Regions from separate parts of the Sus scrofa genome. Here region 2 is linked to region 1. Evidence: chromatin contacts called from public promoter capture Hi-C data. All regions are on one chromosome and are shown on one strand. The core of a region is the stretch at or near the end of the contact, and the rest is flanking DNA. Distances in the headings are between cores, read along the strand shown. Region 1 overlaps ALG14 (UDP-N-acetylglucosamine transferase subunit ALG14 homolog). Region 2 holds the start of F3 (coagulation factor III, tissue factor).

Region 1 (7,305 bases), core at 1,264-3,763:
TTATCAGAATTCTCTAACTTGCTTTAAAATGGAGAAACAGCAGCATCATATTGTAAATTGTTACTAGGTCTGCATGTTTTTTCGTTTTTTATGGCTACACCCACAGCATATGGAAGTTCCTGGGCCAGGGATTGAAGCTGGGCCAAGTTGCAACTCATGCCACAGTTGCAGCAATGCCAACCCACACCTCAGCAGTGACTGGTAGTCGGATTCTTAACCCAATGTGCCATGGCAAGAATTCCACTAGGTCAGCATGCTGTAAGAATCCCACACAAATTTTACCGGTAAAGGAAAAATGGCTAAATTACTATAAGGTTGAAATAACTGCAATATGGTATTCACAATTATGTCAATTGCATCAATTCAGAATCTGATTCAAAGAAAGTTTAACCTAATTTGCCTTTATTGCAGAGAGGGAGGATAGGACAAGTAAGATTTAGGAAGGAATTTACGAGATGAAGCTACATTTAGAATTCTTCAGAACCACGTATATATCCATCTGATGTCCTGTTCTGAAAATAATCACTTATTCCCTGAGGTAGCCATATAGGATCTCTGTGCGCCATACATTTCAAATACTTTCTAAGATATTTCACTCATCTAGAAGGATCTTCTTCCAATAGAGATATTTTTTGCCTTTACTTATAGGAGAATATAGTTAAGGTCCATTAAAAAGAGGAAAGGTGCATTTATACGTTAGTCATACTCTAAAACGGTAAATGACTTCAACCATGAGTTGCAATATATAATTTAGAAACCAAAACAAAACCCCACAACTGCAACGACAGAGTTTACCAACTTATTTTAGCATTGCTTGAGAATTACAGATAAGAAAGATAGTGAATGAATTAGCATTAGATTTAGAAATCTCAGCAAGTTTTATAGCCGGTCTTTGTCCACTGGTGAAGTTAGCGCCCCACCTGGTGGAAAACCGTAGGTGTTGTTACAGGCAAGCGGCACATCATGTTAATTTCAGAAGTGTTGACAGGCAAATCCTAGCATACACACAAACGGGCTAAGAGATGCAAACTCAATGCATCCCTGTTTATTAAAGTAACATGAATACTAACGCGCTTCCAAAATGCAATTACACTTGTTCCAAAATATGAGTGCTGATGATACACGGGTCATTTAGAAAATTATTACTTCCACTGGGGCTTTAATCTCTTCTCAGCTTGGTTTCTTACAACAAAACAAGACAAAACAAAACAATAACAACCAACCCCCCCCCCAACTTTCATCATTTTATCTTAGAAGACACAGAAAATGTTCAAACAACAACAAAAATCAACCATCACTCAGAATTCAAAGATGATTCCTCCACCCACTTTGCACAACCTTCAAAAAAATAGCAGCTCACTTATATCTTTTCTGCACCAGGAAACATTCTAAAAGGGTCTCAGGATTATAAAACAGAAATAATTTCTTGTCGCATAGTTTGATTGATTGATTTCCCATCTCCTGTGGTGATTCTTATCAAAACACACGGTCCATTTGTCTGAACAAGTCCTGCACGTCTAACCTCCTGACTTTCCCCCACGCTGGTTCATTACCCTTTAGGAGAAGCCCCCGCACCCACCCAACACTCTGGCCCCAGACCTCTCCCTCCTCTGCATTCAAAGCTCCTGTCCGGTTCTCTCTCCAGGCCTGCAGCTGTGGGCCTCTTCCCTCTCAGGAGTTCCCCTGCTGCTCGTAGCTGGCACCCAGGTTCCAGGACCTTGTCCTTGAGGTCCCTGTGTCCTGGTGAAGCACACCCTCCACGAAAGGGGCTAGGGTGGGGACAATTTGAGGACATTTCTCCACCGTGACTCTGAAGGCCATCAAGATCCACTGCGACATCTTTTCTTTTTCTTTCCAGGCGTTTTGGGAAGTTCTCTCTTTGTCACTGGTTCTGAAATAGTCTGACGATTTATCTTGTTTTGACTACAGTTTAACAGGGCTGGGGATGGTCCTTTAATTTGAAGGTCATGTCCTTCCGGTTCTGGGAATTTTTCTTGAGTCTTCACTTTTTTTTTTTTTAATTTCTCCTGTGTCCCTGTTCCTTGTGAATAGTATATCACCAACATCTAGTTAATTAATTTTCCTACCTTTTCCCTATTGCTTTTATTTTCTGTTCTGAATTGCAGCAGAGCTCTTGAATATGGTCTTCCAGTATTTTGACTTTTCTATTTCTACAAGCAAAATGTCACTGGCCAAAAGTCCTTCTTATTCTATGAGGGTTTTCCGAAAACAGGTTTCCTGCTTTTTTTAAAGACACAGCGTCCTCTCGTTTCTCTGAAGGTGGTGTTTTCCCTTCATCCCCACCCCCATTCCTTTTCTCAAAGTTCCTTTCCCTGTTACTTTTGCTTTCCATGTTAAGGACTTTCCTCCCACGTCTGGTGGTCTGTGGGTGCCGGTGCAAACCAGCGGCTCTCAAGAGAGAGGGGAGATTTCTCCCCCAAGGACATCGGCAAGGTCGGGAGACATTTTGGTCCCCAGACTGGGGGTGGGGGGCAGAGGAGAAAAGTGGGTGCTGCCGACCTCTAGTGGTGGAGGCTGGAAATGCAGCTAAACATCCCCCACTGCAGAGGACAGCCTCCCCAGAAGCATCTGCCCCAAATGTCAACAATACCCAGGCTGGGAAAGCCTGGTTCCTACTAAAGGACGAGGCACTAAAAGGAAGAGGAAGCTCTGTGTGCTGGCTTCGAGAGGATGAACACAGCCAGGACTTGACAACTCCCCTGGAGGGAATCCCGGGGGTAGGAAACTACAGTTCTATTCTCCTGAGGAAATCCGTTTCCTCAAAGCCAATCTTTACTCTCCTGCCTGGGGGAAACGTATGAGCAAACTGGAAAGGAAAGCGTGTGTGTGTTGGGGGACAGGGGTTGTTATTCACATTCCGTAAGCCCTCTGCTTTCTAGGCAATGTCCTACTCCATCTGCAGTTTGGCCTGTTTGTTTCCAAAGCCGAAACCTCTTTATTCAACTTTTCCAGTGGGTTAAGTCTTGGGTTTTCTACCAGAGTAAGGTCGAGAGGTGGGAGCCTAACTTGTCTACAGGTGGACTTCACCCAAGAGGCTTCTTTTCAGCCCCACCCCACACTCCAGGCTCCAGAGGTACCTGGTGCCTCTTGCATGCGTCATTCACTAGCACTGCTTGGTAAGACCTTTATTAATTCCTAAGGTGTCCAGTATTTATTCTTTTGCCTCTCCAAATGCACCAAAAAACTTCAGACAAATGGGTACTTTTTTTTTTTTGACTTGTACTCTATAAAACATAGTCCTAATTTTATGTACAGAAACTACTCAATACTAACCTTTGATTTTCATGAAGGATTTTACTTTTAGGAAGCCTTCTAGGGAGCTGTTCTACCTGTCTTGAACCAAGAAGAACATATAAAACAAATACACCAGTACTGCAACCTCGGCAAGGTGTTTGGTAAATAAGGTCTTTAAATAAAAACACCACATGGAAAGACTGCTAAAAGCCTTTTCAAATTCTTACAAATCACCCCTAGCAAGGATACATGATGTTTCTAAAAAAAGAACTGGAGACAATCTCTCTTCATCTTTCCCAAACCAGATCAGTCTGTGATATATATTAGAAAGCATTCCATCAGCCCGGTTCTAAAGCTCAACCCTCCCTCCCAGGCCTCCCTTGAGAAGTAATGCAGGTCCCAACAGCACAGTGTGCAGCAGTGCACTGCCACCTGGTGGCAGCATGAGGGTACGGCAGAGAAGACTACAGTAACAGCAATCCTACAACACCAGGGCGGACTTTCCAGGACTGTTTCTGAAGCCTGAAGAGTTGGAAGGTGGAGAGAGAGAGGGAAAGCGAGCAGGACTTAGGAAATGGTTTTAAACCAGTGCAGGGAGGGCCTAGGCAGCCCTTTCGAACCCCAGATAATGTCCAGGTTCCTCCACCCAAGGCAGAGGCTGTTGATTTGTCCGGATGGTATGAAGTACTATTTATAAAGACGCTGGAAAGAGGATGCTCCACTGACAGATGCCCCAGGGTCATTCTGTTTACAACCGCTCAGACCAAGGGCTTCAAAGTTCTGCTTGACTTCTGCCTTTTCTTCGCATCTCAAAGCCAATCTGTCAGGAAATGCTATTAACTTTACTTTCAAAACACACCCAGACTCCAGCCATGCCCCCGCCCCCTTCCTACCTGTGCAAGCTACACTATCTCTTGCTTGGGTGGCTTCAACTGCCTCCTAACTGCTCTGGCCACCGGAACACCCTGCTGTCCCCCGACATCCAGGGACGCCCCACCCTGCAGTTCCAGGGACTGCTCCCTGCGCTGGAGGCGTCCCCTCCTTCGGCAAAACCCTAGGAAGCAACTTTCCCCTCTCCCTCTAAATTCCCACCCCAGTCGGCGCAGTCCTCCTGCTGCCTTCTAAGGAGCCGTGCGGTTTTCTGGTTCACTATGTCCGGTAGGACGTCTTTCTGAGCCATTGCGAGTAGAGACCGGCTCGTGATGGCGCGAATTTTTTTTGTCTGTTGTGTTCACTGGTGTATTGCCACTACCTGTAATAATGCCGGGCACGTGGGAAGCGAACACTTGTCCCTGAACAACAAAAGTTAAAGGAATCAGTGTTCTGATTGCTACTGCAGCCCAAATTGGGGAAACTTGGCAATCGCTCAGTTTTTATACGGCAGAAATAGGTTTCTGGATGTATTCACATCATGTTTAATATCTCTCGATAAGAGTTCACTCTCGGGTCCATACTGGTCGTTTCCCAGGGTTTGATATTTCAGGGGCCTTTTCTCCTTCTCTCTCCTTGGAGTTAAAGCTTGCACGTAAGAAAGGTGCTGAGCTGTGCGTATTCAGCTTACACATCGTACTTCCCTGAACTTCTCCTATTTGATGGTCTTTAAACTGTGTTGTTGTTGTTGTTTCTCAGATATACTTATTTATAGAATATATGACTATTTCTTCTTTTTCAATATTTATACCTCTTTTTCATCTTAGGCGGTGGGTCGGTTAAATAAAAAAAAAAATCTATGACTAATGGCAGATATTCTTATTTTGGTTCTGACTTTAGGGAGAAAGAATGCCTCTAATGAAGACTGGCTTTTGGCTCCAGATATACTTTTTCATACCAAGGAACTCATTCAAATGTTAGACTAACAGGTTATTTGTACAATACACTGTTTGAGGACAATAAATGCGGCATCCATGACTATGAACAAGATGCTGACAAGAAGACTAGCGTTCAAAGCACCTGTGGGACACGTGGGGTCTGCCCCAAAAGGCATCCAGGATCGCCGGCCTGAGCAAATCTCTGCACAGTACGGTCGGGGGGCATAGAAGGCTGCACTGAGGGACAGGACAACCAGCATCCAGGTGTCTATTACATGTGGCTCCACCCCACAGGACACGCTTTCATGCGTGTACTCCTTTCACCCGCAAACAGGAATCCAATCGACAGGCTAGAAGAACCCTCTAATGCCGACAGGGTGACGTGCTCCCTCATGTCAGCAAGGTACTTACTTTGGGCTTTCTGTCTTTTCATTTTTTTCCCAGGTCACACCCACACGTGTAGAAGGTGTGGAATGTCCTAAGAACACCTGCAGACTGTATATAACACAGGCACCAACAGGTTTACTGCCCCTTTTGGTGAAAAACTGCAAACAGCAATAGGGAAATGATACATCAATACTACAGACAACTATCCAATCATTAAAAAGTACAAGGCAGACCTACGAGTACCAGCGTGGACATCTATCAAGGTAAGGAGGTAAATGAAAACAAAGCTGAAGGCAATATATAAGGTGTGATTTATAAATGAGCCATCCTGTGCTCCCCGACTCGTGTTTATATGAGTCTGTATATATACCTACATGTAATCCTAATATTTTGTGAGGTTTCTTCTTTTTCTTTTATTTTTTAGGGCTGCACCCATGGCACATGGAGGTTCCCTGGCTAGGGGTCTAATTGGAGCTGTTGCTGCCGGTCTACACCACAGCCACAGCAACACCAGATCCAAGCCACGTCTGCGACCTACACCACAGCCCACGGCAATGCCAGATCCTTAACCCACTGAGTGAGGCCAGGGATCGAACCTGCAACCTCATGGCTCCTAGTCAGATTTGCTTCCGCCACGCCACGATGGGAACTCCCAAATCTTAACGTTTTGTGCTAAGTACACGTATCACGGGGGGGAACAAGCGATACCAACAGAGCGAGACTCCAGAGAGTGCGACTGCAGTTGTCGCAGGACGATCCCAGGTTTCCCCTTTCTATACTTCCTTACTGTCTGCAGATGTTCCATTAAGGAACAAGCAAAAATTCGGAAAGAAAAGAGTAAAGAAACAGGAAAACAGCCACTTACAGTCCCGCTGCAGATAATTTGGGGGCATATTCAATCCAGATCTACTGAAATACATCCACATAAGCAGAGTGTCTTGTACAGAACCAGAACTCACTATTTTTTGACTTACGAACAAATAAATAATCTTTCCTGGCAAAACATCATGAGCTTAATTACAGAGTAGGAGAAATCTAGTGAAGTGACCCAAAAGTAAAGCACGATGGCTCTGATTTTTAACCCTTCAGATCAGCTTTTGGCAAAGTCTGTTATTATTTTATATATGACAAGTTCCTACTCTTTAATTTTTACGTACATTTAAAAAAAATGTTTCCAGTGAGGAGTCGGGGGCCTAGTGGGTTAAGGATCCAGTGTGGTCACTACAACAGCTTGGGTCACTGCTGTGGTGTGGTTTCAACCCCCAGCCCAGGAACCTCTGCAGGCCATGGGTGTGGCCAAAAACCAAAAAGTTTTATTCACGTGTCACTAAACTTTCTTCCTTCGTGATGTGATCTGAAGGCGCCAACTCATATGCTAACAGAAGTACAAGGAGGAAGGCTTGTCAGGCAAGGAGGTTACAAATAAGGTGTAAAAGGATGAGCCAGAATCTTCAGTGCGATGCACTGAGCCGCACTGCCTCCCTTGTCTCCGAGGGCTGGATGTTCCTGCTGAAACACAGGCCTGCAAGCAGACAACTGCCTTCCAGGAGGAGAGCTCTGCTGTGAGGTCTCTCCGGCCTTCATGCGACACAGCTCCAGTAAATGGTCCCATTTGGAAAGGTGAGTAGCCAATTTTTCTGAAAGATGGGACTTCAGCTCCTCTTTACGTTAGAACTAATCCTAGTGGAAATTACATTTTCTTTAGAAGGCTTTTCAGGATTTTTTTTTTTCATTCAAGTTAATTTCACAGCTAAACACGCGTTTGTTTTTTGCCTTGCTTAGCTTTCTGCTCCTCACCTTTCTGAGCTCAGCTGTTTTATTTGAGTGGGATTCACAGGTTTCTCCCAAGGGAAGC
Region 2 (7,305 bases), core at 1,419-3,918, 460 kb before region 1:
GCCAGCAGCTGTAGCTCCGATTTGACCCCTAGCCTGGGAACCTCCATTTGCTGTGGGAGCAGCCCGAGAAATGGCAAAAAAACAAAAAACAAAAACCTGGCCAATCCTAAGTTCAGCAAACATGAGGAAACATATTTAAGACTGAATCTATTTAGGAGATAAGCATTCCTCCTAAAATCTTGTTTTCACCACCCAGCAGGAAAGTGTCTACCAAGGTCAACCTCAGCTCTCTCTGAGCGAAATTCCTGACTCTCAACCAGTGGAATCTGAGTCGACAAGTCTGACCGTCACTGTAATTATTACCTCCAGTTATGAAATTCCTTTAAATCTGTATATCTATATATGCACGCACACACGCACGCGCACAAATTCCCTTCCCTGTTGACTTGGCAACAGTTGTCATCAAGTTGATTTTGGAAAAAAAAAAAAAAAAAAAAGAATATCTGCCTAAAAGACCCACTCGATACTTGGCTGCATTCAGAATGCTGCAAAAGGTTTGGCACAAGCTAAACAAACAGCAAAGCACCTTTCATTTTAGGAAGAGATACTTCTGTGCTTTTCTACAAGTAGGGTCAAAATAACTTCCACACCTGTTCCCCTCTACTTAATAAGATCGCTACCAAGCCTCAGAACATTTCAGACACCCAAAACTTGCCAAGAATATGGTGCCACCCATCAAGGAAAGACAAGAGCACCCTGGGGTGAATATGCTGAATGAGGAGCTCTTGGGGCCAGCTGCCCATCAGGGAGGCGGCCGGATGAGCAGAGCAGCCCTGGCGCAGGGGGCAGACAGGGGCGTTTTCCTCCCCAGGTTACTGAGTCACGACTTTGACCGCCTCCAAGATCATGTATGCAACCCAATTTTGAATCACGAGTCCGAAAATTAATGAATCAAACACTGCTTGAGGGCAATGTATACATCCGAATTCCTCCCTGTCTCTTCTCCAACATGTTAGATCCGGCTCGCAGTCTAGACAGCAGAGAAAAAGACGGGTGGGCTTAGAGGAGATGAGTTCCCAGCGATCCAGAGCCACATCTATCGGTGCCACTGGGACCTGCTCAAGAAGGTTCATTCTCCACAGCTTACGTGCTGCTTAGGAAGTGCCCCACAATCTCCAGAAACTGACAAAGTTCTATGAGTTTAAGGTCTGGAAATGTCACAGGCTTGACAGAGTATGGCTCTGGACAGCAAATTTCCATGAATGCCTTCATCATCATGGCTAAATCATCCATTAATCAGCTTTAAAGACAACCATATTGAGCACAGCAAAGTGGAAACAGTTTTTTTTGGGTTTTTTTTTTTTTTTTTGGTACCTAGCTTACCTTATCTGAACAGTGTAGACATAATTAATGGGTTTGGGTTCCCACTCCAAAATGGTCTTGAAATTAGTTGACTTCCAAGTTAAGTTATATGCTACAATTACATCTGTAGTGCCTTTAAACAACAGAGAAACAGCTATTCAGTTTACATGAATGTCTCAGCACACGATTTTGGGTCGATAGCAGAAAACATCGTCCTACACCCGACATCACAAACCTCCTTAATTATTTCCCAACCACAAAAGCTTTAACTGAATTACCGTGAGACAAATCTGCATTTTTTTCCGAAACCCAGAATTTCCCCTCAGCAAGAATGACCTGGTAATCTCAGGAAACACACAAGGATCTTGAAATCCTTGTTTGAAATTATTCACAGGGAAAATGCCCTGTGACAGTGACCTGGAAGCACAGCCCAGCAGTCCTCATTGGCCCAGGCTGCCCATGGCCCAGCTAGGGAAGGGCGACAGGGAAGGGCAGGTCTCCAGGATGAACTCATTAGGTTTTCGGTAAATTATGGTAACAGGCAAAGCCCATGTGTGTGAGGGAAATTAAGAATGCATACACTAAAGAAGCCAAAGCTTGACTTTTTTCACTTTTATCTAAAATGTGTCCATACTGAAACTTCCACGGACACCCAGGCAGAGTTGCTATGCCTGTCCCATGAAATCGGTTAGGATGCTTTATTACTAAGGCCTGCTTGGCCAGTTCTCAGCGGGTCAGTCTCTGCCCTGCGCCCCAGCCCCTGCCCCCCCCAGACCAGGCTTAGAGGGCATGCATGATGTGGTGCCTGCTCCAATCCAAGCGACATTTTGCAACAGGATTGCCTCGAACCCCATGTAATACAGACGAACAAGCCCGAGGGCCGCTTTTTAGTACGGGCAGTGCATAGGTAATGAAGGATAATACTGAAACACTGCAGGTGCGGACCCCACGGCCCACAACCTTCACGGCGGCGGCTCCCTGGGAAGCTCCTTCCCTAAACTTAAAGCGAGAGCCTCAAACCCACTAGCAGAAGTGCCAGCGGGTCCTCGGGGGTCCTGGGGCAGCGGAGTGAGCCACTGCCAGGCAGGACTGTTCCCCCTCCTCCCAGTAGAGCGCCCCAGGGCTTCAAGGGGCGGGTGCCACTCACCTGTGGCTCCAGCCACCTGGACGAGGACCCAGCCAAGCAGGAGCGCGCGAGCAACGGCGGCCTTGGGACAGGACACCGGGGGTCCGGTGGGGGTCGCCATGTCCAAGAGTTGGCCGCGAGGTCGGGAGGATTCCACGGCGCCCGGGAGGCTGGGGTGGTGGGCTGGCGGCGCCTGGGGTCTCCGGTTGGAGCGGGAGGGGCGCGGTGAGCCCTGCGTCTGCGGGAGCCCGGGCCCCGCGCGCTTTAAAGAGCCGCGCGCACGCCCCCGCCGCTCCTCCCGCCGCCCCGCCCCCAGCCCGGCTCCCGACGCCCGGTGGGCGGGCCCCGGCGAGGCCCCGCCCTGGTCCCGCCCCCTCCCGTAGGAAACTCCAAGAGCCTGCAAGGGCTGATTCACCCGTGATTCAACCCGCCGCCGAGCGCTGGTTCCCTTCGGCGGCTCCAGGTGCTGAGCGGAACCGGGCCCCCAGCCGTCCAGCCCCCGGGGCACCCAGGCCTGGGTGGGCGGCAGGTCTGTGGGGAAGAAGGGGGCGGTGGAAAAGAGTCCTCGAGGTGGAGGGAAGCCGTCCCCGCTTCGGTTTGGCGGTGCGGTGTCTGGGCGGGCGGGGGCGCAGCACTTACCGACTTTAGTAAGAAAGTACCCGCTCCGGGCTGGGTTCGGGCAACGCGGAACAGTTCCCGGCGCTTTGCCTACGTGGGGCTCAGCCTTGGAATCGACAGCCAAGTAAGAGCGTGCAGAGAAGCAGAGCCTTCTCCCAGCTGCGGGTTCATCTTCTACCCCGAAGGCGACAATACCCGGGCTGCCTACCTCCCGGGGCCCTTAGCGTAGGTCTCTGCAGGTGTTTTACAGGTTCCAAGGTCACCCAACCCAGGCCCGGCCCAGCCCATCTTGGGTTAGTGATCGAAGAAGAGCTGCCCCCAGATCTGGCAGTGTGCCTCTGGGAGAATCCCAGCGTGACATCTGCCGCCCTGTGGTTTCAGAAAGGATTGTTCTCACGTTGAAGACGTTTTGGGGGGTTGAGTTAGTTCCGCTCAAATATAAAGAAACCAAAAATGAAATTAAAAAATAAAATCAGACTTCAGCGTTGGTTCTTCGGAATTTTCTGGCTTCCTCTTCTGGGCTTTGCTGTAAAGTTGTCGGGAGAATAAAAGAATAAAGCTCTTTTGTTTTACTGAATAGCGTAGTACCTGGTTTTGTCAAAGTCCTTCCCATTATTCTTTACTCTGTAGTTGTCTCCAAGGCAGACTGGGGAGTTTTTAGGGAGGAGTGGAGTCTCCTATTTTTTCCCCTTGGGAAATGAGCCTTGCATTTTAGTGCCTGCTCTCTGCATGTTTCCATATAGCCTCCTGAGCCATAGCATTACACTCATTTTAAAAGAAATAATACTTTTTGAAATTTAATTTCCCCCCTTTGCTTGAACTGAAATAGCACATCCAGGTTTAGCTCTGGGAGTCTTTCTTTCCTGGAAGCTGAAAGCTGTGCTTGCTGGTTTCCTCTTTGAGCCCTCTTCCGATTCTAAACCCCACAAAGTTTATATTTGCAAAACTACGCCATGCAATCCTCTTTTTTTGCAGTCTCTGGCCCGAGTCATTTTCCTTAACAGATCTCAGCCCTGTCTGGGTGGTGATTGTAATCAGGAGTTGAAGATAGCTGGGAGAAAATGTTACACCTGGATCAAGTGCCTTGCAAGACCCAAGGAAGTGTTGCTCTGTCTGCGGACTACATTTTTCCATCTGCAGCCACTGACCTGAAATTATTAAGGGCTTTAAGCAATGTCAGAATCACCAACTTGATACAAATACATTTAACATTTAACATTATATTGTGACAAAAAGGTGTTGCTAAAGTACACAAACATTCATTTTGCGTATTCACTAAAGTTACCAGGCAGGGAAGACAGGAGTTTGTTGGGTGGTGGCATAGGCTGGAGTAAATATAGAATGACATTCTTCAAGATTTGAAAAATGCTAAAACATGTTACCATTTTCAAAAAGAAGAGGAAGAAAACCAGCTGTGGTAAATAACACGGTAAGGTTTTTTTCTGCTTGAGCAGACTGTAGCCAGCTGATTTCAAGTGATAATTGGCACAACTTAAGTATATTCCTAAAATTTCACCGTTGATTTTTTTTTTTTTTTTTTGCCCAGAAAACAAATGGATTGTTAAAACAATTTTTCGACCCCTTTCAGTAAAGCTCAGCAGTTACCAGAGCTCCCTCCTGTTATGATGCATCTCGGAGACATTGCGAAGTTGCCGAAGTTCCTAAGCTGTAGCGCTGATCAAGCTTCTCTGACCAATCCGCTTTTCATGAGATCTTATGAAATATCAGAGGACTTGGGGGGACCTGGCGGCCATGCCTTCACAGAGGCTCCTGCCCTCAGCTGGCCCCAGTGGGATCTCATGATGCAGATGTCATTTTTTGCCCCAGAGCTGTCCTTCCAAGAGGGTGCTTTCTCTCCCTATGCGAGGCAGTAAGACTGACGCCGCAGCCCAGGCTCACCGGATTAACGTGTTCATCCGCAGGTGCTCCATCATGCTCGGCAGCTGCGGTAGAAAATATTTGCAGTTTGTTCTCCGGCAGAAATATCCTCATGTTTTCTCCTTCAAACACGCGTGCACGGAGACGTGCAGAGGAGGTCGCCTTGCGTTTGCATAACCAGTGATGAAATGTGGTTGACGAGGAGCCTGAAAGGGACGGGGGCCCTGCTTCGGGGCTTCCTCTGTGATTTATAGTAACCCCCCCCCACCCCGATCGCACAGACCTGCTCTCATTGACTACTTGATTTCACCTGCGTGTCGTTTTCTGTCTTTCCCACTCGAACTCCTTAAAGGAGGAAGGACTGGGTTTTCTGCTTTTTTAAAAAACACTTCTCACACAATTACAAGCACCTGATGGGCTTTTAATACATTTTGAATCAATGAATACTTTTTAAAACCATCATGCAGCCAGATATTTTCATTGGCATTCAAGAGACGAAACTTGTCATTGAAATGTCTCTGTCTAGTGGCTGGCAGTGAATGTTCCATAAGGCTCAACCGGGAAGAAAATTCAAATCCAGCATTTATTGCGAGGCATCGCTTGAGCGTAAGCTCCAGACGTTTCATGATTAGCGATCCTTCTTGCTACAGCCCCGCAATCTCATCAGGAAATGTGGCTGAAGAGAAAAAACAAATGCGGGAGCTTGGGAACTTGTTAGCGTTTTCCTGAAAGACTTGATAGTAAAGTGATTCAGAAGATTTTCAGTCATCTCATGAGCTGTTAATAGCTTTCCTTGCATAAAAAGGCTGAATAACTTTTCAGGATAAATTGCACAAAATCTATCCAGGAAAGGGATAAAGTCAGCTGTATGATAGAATATGAGATTGAGAGCAATTCAAATTCATATAAAAATGTTATGTTCATATGACATAGTAAAGAGAGCAAGAAAACCATTTTACTCAAAATTCAGGTAAAAGGCAAAATATGAAAAAAGGCCAGAGGAAATTGGAGTGGGAACACAGAGTTCTAGGAGAAAAATGTGACTTAGCAGAACCTAAAAAACATCTGGCAGGGTATAATTAGTCATGGAAAAATTGACAGTCATGACTATGCATTTTGAGAAAATAATTATATACTAGTCCAGCAGCTAACATTTCAACCAAAATGAAGTAGTTAAGAGCCCATATAATGAAATCTGTTATCTTGGTCACTCAAAATACTTCTATTAGCTTTCTAGAATAGTTTACAAGAAACTTTACCAAATAAGTTATCCCATAGCAGCAGTATCCTGAAAAGTATAATTTTAGAGAAAAAGCTTGCAGTTTCAACCTTACTAATACGGGATTGGTATTTTCAGTACATCACTCTCTTTATAATGTTAAGGCTTATGAAACTACCTGCCAGATTTCAGTTTGAAAAAGAGTAAATATTCATCATACATCCTCTACATATGATGTATTTATGATTAAATGAATCATAAGCTGTGGATATTGTTTTAGTAACAAAAAGGTATTTAAAATTTCAGTCCTTAACATATATTTTTAAATATATGTTCTTATTAATATAACATGATTTTAAAAGTTTTTACGTGGTATCATTTTATGTAAGCATCCCTTAACTCCCTATTTCTATAACTCTTTATACTTGACTGTTGGGCTACACCAGTTGGGTTGCTCAACCTCGAGACCAAAGAAAGAGCCTGGAGACAGAGACATCAAGGGTTTAACAGATGGGGGGGGGGGCTCTTACACAAAGGGTCCTGGATTGACACCTCCCCTTGTGCGTGTGTGACGGGCAGGACCAGGCAACAGTCTTCGTTACTGGGGGATGGGGGAGAAGCCGGCCACCATTTATAGGGGGAATTGATGTCAGGTGGGCTCACCAATTGTAAGGGACGAATTAAGCCCTATAATTAAGAGGATTGGCTGGTCATGTGAGTGAAGCAGGGCCTGGTGAAACAGGAGACACACAGACAGCAAGACAATAGCCATCTTGAGCGGCCTGCCCACACACTGACCTATGTGCTAGGTGGATGAACATACTTCCATTCATTCAATAAGTGCTTGCATAGCTTACCTGATGCTGAGTTCTCTGCTTGACTTTGGATATAAAACCCAAAGAGTCCTTTCCAAATATGTATATATATATGAATCATATGATGTATGACTATAACACCTACTTACTGGTTTGAATGATATTCTGTCAGCATTTTGGATTGGATATGAAAAATCTTAACAATGGTTTTTATTAATAAATTTTGTTCCATGCAAATTGTTTTTTAATGTAAAATGTAGGTATGTCACAGTCAGTCCATCAAACAGGTATCTTTCAGAAAATTATGTGGGCTTGAAGTGTATGTACTTTATTGAGTTGAATTGATG

What was found. Promoter capture Hi-C pulls out the DNA fragments that hold promoters and counts their contacts.
Region 2: a contact with region 1 is called in a promoter capture Hi-C map of liver, with 2.9 times the contacts expected there. The contact joins the promoter of F3 here to the enhancer-like site in region 1. A contact is called at or near these places in 2 of 5 promoter capture datasets (fetal skeletal muscle and liver) and 7 of 47 Hi-C or Micro-C datasets (adipocytes, embryonic fibroblasts, epiblast stem cells and 4 more).

The regions. Positions count from the first base shown.
Region 1 is chr4:122,365,264-122,372,568 of Sscrofa11.1, reverse strand. The region is part of intron 2 of ALG14 (UDP-N-acetylglucosamine transferase subunit ALG14 homolog); the gene reads right to left. Among named protein-coding and RNA genes, the nearest start is that of ALG14, 26 kb to the right of the region's middle. Within about 2 kb of position 2,513, at least 37 of the 83 cell types and tissues checked have an H3K27ac peak or open chromatin away from gene starts, as enhancers often do. A contact at or near this core is called in epiblast stem cells, liver and retroperitoneal adipose tissue, where this site is marked.
Region 2 is chr4:122,822,381-122,829,685 of Sscrofa11.1, reverse strand. F3 (coagulation factor III, tissue factor) reads right to left here and starts at 2,668. Exons shown (of 8, transcript NM_213785.1): 1 at 2,450-2,668; 2 at 1,324-1,435. The coding sequence starts at 2,549.